2 separate regions of the Mus musculus genome follow, and region 1 is linked to region 2. A link is a contact called in public HiCAR-type data. All regions are on one chromosome and are shown on one strand. Each heading gives the region's core, a stretch centred on a gene start, on an enhancer-like site or on the middle of the called end of the contact. The rest is flanking DNA. Distances are from core to core; before and after follow the strand shown. Region 1 holds the start of Zc3h3 (zinc finger CCCH type containing 3). Region 2 holds the start of Ptk2 (PTK2 protein tyrosine kinase 2).

Evidence for each region. HiCAR-type assays count read pairs that join an accessible place to other places.
Region 1: a contact with region 2 is called in a HiCAR-type map of astrocytes, with 4 times the contacts expected there. The contact joins the promoter of Zc3h3 here to the promoter of Ptk2 in region 2. A contact is called at or near these places in 1 of 39 promoter capture datasets (liver) and 1 of 115 datasets of contacts at active chromatin or transcription factors (astrocytes).

The regions. Positions count from the first base shown.
Region 1 is chr15:75,840,625-75,843,862 of GRCm38.p6, forward strand. It overlaps Zc3h3 (zinc finger CCCH type containing 3), which reads right to left and starts at 1,284. Exons shown (of 12, transcript NM_172121.1): 1 at 1,226-1,284. The coding sequence starts at 1,271. Gm34851 (a long non-coding RNA gene) reads left to right here and starts at 2,881. Exons shown (of 2, transcript XR_384203.2): 1 at 2,881-3,238.
Region 2 is chr15:73,421,773-73,424,977 of GRCm38.p6, forward strand. Ptk2 (PTK2 protein tyrosine kinase 2) reads right to left here and starts at 1,419. Exons shown (of 35, transcript NM_001358046.1): 1 at 1,237-1,419.

The DNA.
Region 1 (3,238 bases), core at 34-2,533, 2.4 Mb after region 2:
CAAGACTACTACCCCTACCCTAATACTCCAGACCTGCTCGCCTTGCTGACTTGAGAGCAGTCCTAAGTGACTGGAAACCATGTAAAGTTCAGTCCAAATCTCTAGGCTTGTCAATTCTGTGAGCACTTCTCCATCACTATTAGTATTTGGCTTGCTTATCCTGAAGATGGCAGCTTTTGTGGTATGACTGCTTCTACCCCCTGGCCTATGAGATCTACAATGTTCTGAGAGCAAGTGTCACTCCCTATACCAAAAAAAAAAAAACAAAAAAAACAAAAAACAAAAAACAAAAAAAACCAAAAAAAAAAACAAAAAAACAAAAAAAAACAGTCAGGGACCAGAAACCTGTGGTGCCTGGGTAAGAACTGGACAAGTCTTCCACTGAGGCCCTGTAGTTTACCCACTCACGGGGAAAATTGCAGGACTGCACCATAGTGCATAACTGTCTTCTCAGAACTGACGCTTCTCTAACCCAGTACGTGACAGACAGAAATAAAAAACAAAAAAACAAAAACACAATGATGACCCAACAGCTAACTAACATCATCTCCTACAGAAAAACACCTGATACCACCACCACAAGGATTTTCCAATGAAGTGACTCATGGAGCCCTGGAAGAAGAGTGAAGGAACGCCAGCAGGCTCGCTGGATCCCCAATAACCAAACACACACACACACAGGGCCTGCCTCGACCCTCGAATCCTGCCAGACACCTCCGGTCGGGTGTTAGGGAAACGCACGAAGTAGTCTCAAATAGGAAGGCCACTTGGACTCTCCTTAGGACATGCTTTTGTGGGGGAAACTTTGAAAACGATATGAACGCTTATAAAGACCAACTTGAGTCTAAACATTTGAAGCTGAAGCTGGTGCCTGGGTAGTCAGCCCTGAGTACGTGGGGGCTGTGCCTGAATCGAGCCAAAGGCACTCAACGGCAGCGGAAGAGAAACGCTTCCGAGCCAGCCGAACCTGGAAGTCGGCTGCCGCGACCACTCGCTGGTAAGACCACCGTGCTATCATCTCCTGACAGCCCCTTGGAGGCCCGGCCCGCTCCCTCGCCCCGAAGCCTGGCGGGTCTGTCACGCGAGGGCCGAACCCGACTCGGCCGCTCCGATGCCCACCCATGACGACCATCGGGAGACCGCAACCGACAGCACTCGCTTCGGAGAGGGTCTACGGCGATCACAAGAAACAAGGGAACACACGGCCCGACCGCAGCCAGCTCACCCTGCAGGAGGCGTATCTGCCGCCGCAGCTGCTCCTTTTCCTCCATCTCCGGAGTCCGCGACGCCTAGCCAGACCCCCTCGACGTCATCGCCGCGCGACTGGTCCCCGCAGGCGGGGAGGAGAGAACGCCGAACTTCACTATGCGTGGACACGGGGTTGGAAGGCACCGTCGCCCCGGCAACCCTGGAAGGACGCATGCGCAGAACGAGAAAAATCCGTCATCTTGAAGCGCCCGGAAGTGGCCCGCAATCTGGCTTCTGCACCAATTCCTGCGCATCATTTCCACCGCTGGGGGTTCCTCGGAAGACTTGGAGGAGATAGGTTGCTAACAGTTTCCCCTAGACCCAGGAATTCCTTTTATCAATTTATTTGTTTGAGACAGGATGTATTTCTGGCTGGAGAGAAACATAACTGGGGAACTCGCTATGTAGACTAGGCTGGCCTCGAACTTACGGAAGTTCTCTTTCCTCTGCCTCCGGACCTGGAATCAAAGGGATGCCATTTTAACGCCTTTGCTGCCGCAGCAGCACGAGAACAGCGAAAAGGAATCGGAGGCAATTTTTTTTTTCGGATGATTACAGGTGTTAAGAAAATTCTTGAGGGCATTTAGTAGGAAAGGCTGCAACCTCTAGAAAATACTGAAAAAAAAAAAAAACTCACGGTAGTTACCACGTGATCAGACAGTCCCACGTCTAGGTGTATAACCAACGCGTAGAAAACACCGATTCTAACATATTTGTATGTCATTATTTATAATAGCTAACCCGAATGACTGTTTACATGGAAATGGGATATTATCCAGTGATTTGTTTTGTTAGAGACAGAATCTCGCTATGTACCTCTGTCTGTCCTGGAATTCCCTATGTAGACCAGGCTGGCCTGGAACTCTCAGAAATCTGCCTGCCTCTGCCACCCAAGTGCTGCAATTAAGAGTGTGCCACTATGTAGGAATGTGCAGTATCTTTGGAGCCCTAAGGCCTCAAGTCCGGCCAAGCCTCTACCAGTGAGCTACATCTGCATAGTCTACTGTTACGCCTGAAAAAGAAGTTCTAGAAGCTGGGTTTGATAGTGAATACCTGTAAGACAAGCATTAAGAAGTGAGGGTAGGGGCTGGTGAGATGGCTCAGTGGGTAAGAGCACCCGACTGCTCTTCCGAAGGTCCGGAGTTCAAATCCCAGCAACCACATGGTGGCTCACAACCATCTGTAACAAGATCTGACTCCCTCTTCTGTAGTGTCTGAAGACAGCTACAGTGTACTTACTTACATATAATAAATAAATAAATCTTTAAAAAAAAAAAAAGAAGAAGTGAGGGTAGATAGCCGGGCAGGCCGGGCAGTGATGGGACACACATTTAATCCTAGCATTCTAGAGACAGGCAGGTGCTCTGGAGGCAAAGGCAGGAGGATCTCTGAGTTCAAGGCCAGCATAATCTACAGAGAAAGTTCCAGGACAGCCAAGTTAGGCACTGAAGGAGTTGAAAAACAAAAGGTTGGTGATAATGTCATAAGACAAGGTGCCCATGTCCCAGCTCCAGCAAGCAGCAGAACTCAGCAGCTTCGGGCATGTGGCTCTGGCTTTAGAGTCAAGAATAGAAGGGACTACTGGGGCAATTGATGCTGTTTAGCTGGAGCTAAGAAATTAGTGGTGATTATGAAGAGACCAGCATCACTGAGGTGAAATCTTCTGGGAAGTATTTTCTAAAAGCAGAAAGAAGCTGTGTTCTAGAAATAGCCGGGGATGTACCTCATGCTGGAAGCCAGACTTGGTAATGTATAAGAATCACCCAAGTGGTACTAGTTTTGAAGGCGTAAAGTGTTATGGAGAGCAGCTTAGCTTGGCACTGTGAGATGCCAGGGAAGGCCATTGGTGAAAGTGCAGCTTGAGTTGCAGTTGATGGCCCAGGCCTGAGGGATCATGCAAAGAAGTTAAGGTCAGGTACCTTAAAGGGAGCCTATGAGAGGCTATTGACGACGCCTAATTGCAGTGAGAAATCCCAGCGTATTAGAGATG
Region 2 (3,205 bases), core at 169-2,668:
AACAAGATCCTTTCCAGGAAAATGTACTCTTGTAGCCTTTTAATAAGCTCAAGTGTCTTAAAAGGAGGCCAGGGATCGGCCCACTTACAACAGCCACAAATATAAAACTAAATTCATAATAATACTGGGAACCATGTCCACGTTCCTTAAAGTTTCCTGTTAGGACTGGGGGCGTGGCTTTGTGGACCAGCACGAACCGCGTGGGAAGCCCTGGTGTTTCATACCCAGGAAAAAAAAAAAAAAGTTCACGTTTAAATACTACACGAAACTCAACAGTATCACTGAGTGGAAATATTATCTATAGTGTATCTCCACAAAAATTCGGAGAATGCTAATGTTAGATGAACTAGCTCTTTTTATGTCTGCATTCACAATACTTCTGTCCCAGGTCACTGTTCAGAGACCTGTCTTTGAAAGGAGACTTTTCATTCCTCAGTTTATAAATACACACACACACAGTGAGGCGCTGCTATTTCACTTCAAGTAGTAATAACCCATTACCACAACCATGATAAAGCTTCCATTCTAAGTAGAAATGCCAGCGCTGGTCAGATTTAAAACGAACCCGCAAACTCTTGCAGTGCCTTCAGCTCCAACCTATTTCAACCAGTTCCCATAATCATTACAGTATTGCTATTATCTTGGTCCCACTGCCAAACACCCAGCTGCAGTCTAACTATGCAAGAATGAGACACTGTTGAAATGGCTTTCAAAAAGCAACTTTCTCCTCGGCGCATTTCTCCGCAAAAAAAAAATTAAAATAAAATAAAATAAACCTTACAATTAAACGACACAAGTGCGCACACAGACACGATCGCTCCTCCGAGCGGTGCCACAAAAGCAGCCGGCGAGGACCGGCGGGGACAGGCAGCGCGCCGTGGCGGGGCTGGGTCGGGGCGGAGGGAACTTGGACAGCACAATGACTCCGGGGTTCGTGCGGTCGCACTGGAAGCCCCGCGCCGGCCACCCCGCGGCTGCTCAGCACTCCGCCTGCCACCTCTTTTGTTTTTCGGCTTTCGGGCCTCCCGGTCCCCGCCGCGCCCGCCCCGCCGTCCCGGACCCCGCGGCCTCTCGCGCCCCAGCCCCGCGGCCTCCTCAGCCCTCGGGGCCCGGCCTGACGAGGAGCGAGGCCGGGGCGCGGTGGGGGCCGTGTCCGCCGAAGCCCGCACCGCGGCCCGCGCCGCCCAACGCCCTGAGCCCGCGCCTCCGCGGCCGCGGCCCGAGCCCCGCACTCACCGGCCACCACTGGGCGCGCGAGGCTGAGGCAGATAGAAGGCAGCGGGGCGGCGCCGGCACCGGCAGCCGTGCTCTCTCCCACGCGCACGCCGGGCGCACGGCGGTCCGGCCGGCGGCGGTAGCGGTGACGGCGGGCTCGCGCCCTCGGGCCGTGCTGAGTCGGCGCGGGCCCGCGCGTGCGCCGTGGCTGGGGAGCGCGCGCCCACACCTCGCGGCGCGCAATGCCTCACCTCAGCGCAGAGCTCTACGCCTGCGCAGTGCGGACCGCGCCTGCGCAGAGCAGTCCGGCGCGCCCGGCTCCTAGTAAAGTGTATCCCAGCTGTGCGGGCGTGGCGTCGTCCGCGGATAGCGCTGTTCCGGGATGACGAGGTGGCCCCTGTGGCCGCCCCAGGGTCTGCGGACTAGGCCTGGGTCCCTCACGGTCACAGGAGATCCTTAGCCGCACACACGCCGGCCCTGATCTTCTCCAGGCTTCACCGCTTCAATAGAGGTTCATGGGCTTTCTGTAGATGGGGAAACTGAGGCACAGAGAGTATTTTAATGGATCTCTGAAGACGGTCCGAAAGATCGTTTAGGAGTGCCTGGGGCCACTCACATTCCAGCCCCTTCCCGCAGCCCCTGTAGATCTTAAGACTGGGGAAGCCTTTCGGGGACACTGGGTGGACAGGAGGGCCAGAACGGGAGAGCCACTGTGGATGGCTGCTGGCTTAAGAGCCAGTTCCAGCGCGGAACTTACCACGAAACGTGAGACTGGGGGGACACCTTTGCCTGAATCAAGCAGGTGGCCCTGTCCTTCCGAGCCGTGCCTAGTTTCCCTGAGTTTGTTTTTGTGCAGCAACCCTACGGAGAGTCTTAAGCAGGAAGTGGTGACTGATTTGTGATCTCTGAAAAAAAAAAAGGAAAAAAATCACTGGCATCCTTGCGGTAGGAAATGAAACCAGAAGCGGGGAACTTTCATTTTTAATGGTGTCATTTTGATCTTCGACCACAAGCCAACGAGCAAGCAGGACAGGCAGTGAAAGGTGAACACAGAACCACCAACCACTACATACCTGGGAGCTGTAATTTACTCAGGTATAATAAAACGCTTTGAGTTGTCGAGATTTTGCCATATTTTAGTGTTTCTTTTTTATTGTTTTTTTTAATGAAGTGTATTAAACTTGGATTTGAACTAGTAGTGGTGGTTATGTTTGGGGGTTTTTTTTTCTCTCCCAGATTTATTTATTTTATTGTACTTGTGTGTTTTCCTTGAATGTATATATGGGTATCACACACATGCCTGGTGCACGTGGAGGTCAGAAGAGGGTATTGGATCTCTTCTGAAATTAGAGATAGTCGTGAGCCAGCCACCATGTTGGTGTGGGAATAGAATCTAGGACCTTTCCAAAGACAAGTGCTCTTAACCACTGAGGGATCCCTCTAGCTCTAGTTTTATTTTGTTTCGTTCTTGTTTGTTTGTTTGTTTGTTTGAGATATAGTTTCATGTAGCCCAGGCTGTACTAAAACTTTCTGTGTAGCTGAGGATAGCCTTGAACTCCAGCTCTTTCTACTTCCATCTTCTGGTGCTGGGATTACAGATTATGTCACAATAGCCAACCTATAGTGTTTTTCTGCACTTAAAATTAGAAGGGATTATGTCTCTGTGTCACCTCTAGCACTTTTTCTTCGGCCCCATGTTAGTTGTCACTTCGGTAATGTCAGCTGACTACTTTGAAACCCGAGCCACCCATTGCCCTGCTGAGTGTGCTCCCATCTAGGCTCCTTGCCTGCTTACCCTGTTGTCTCCAAACCTATTGTTCAGAACAGTTCAACACTGCTCTTGTCCGTCTCTCGATTGTCTCTGCTCTGGACTTCTAGATTCATAGAACAGGGACTTTGTTTTGTTCCCCAGGCAGTCCCTGGCACACAGTAAATATTTGTTGAGTGGGTGAATGAAGCTTTGCATGGTGTAAAATGAGAGATTATTATT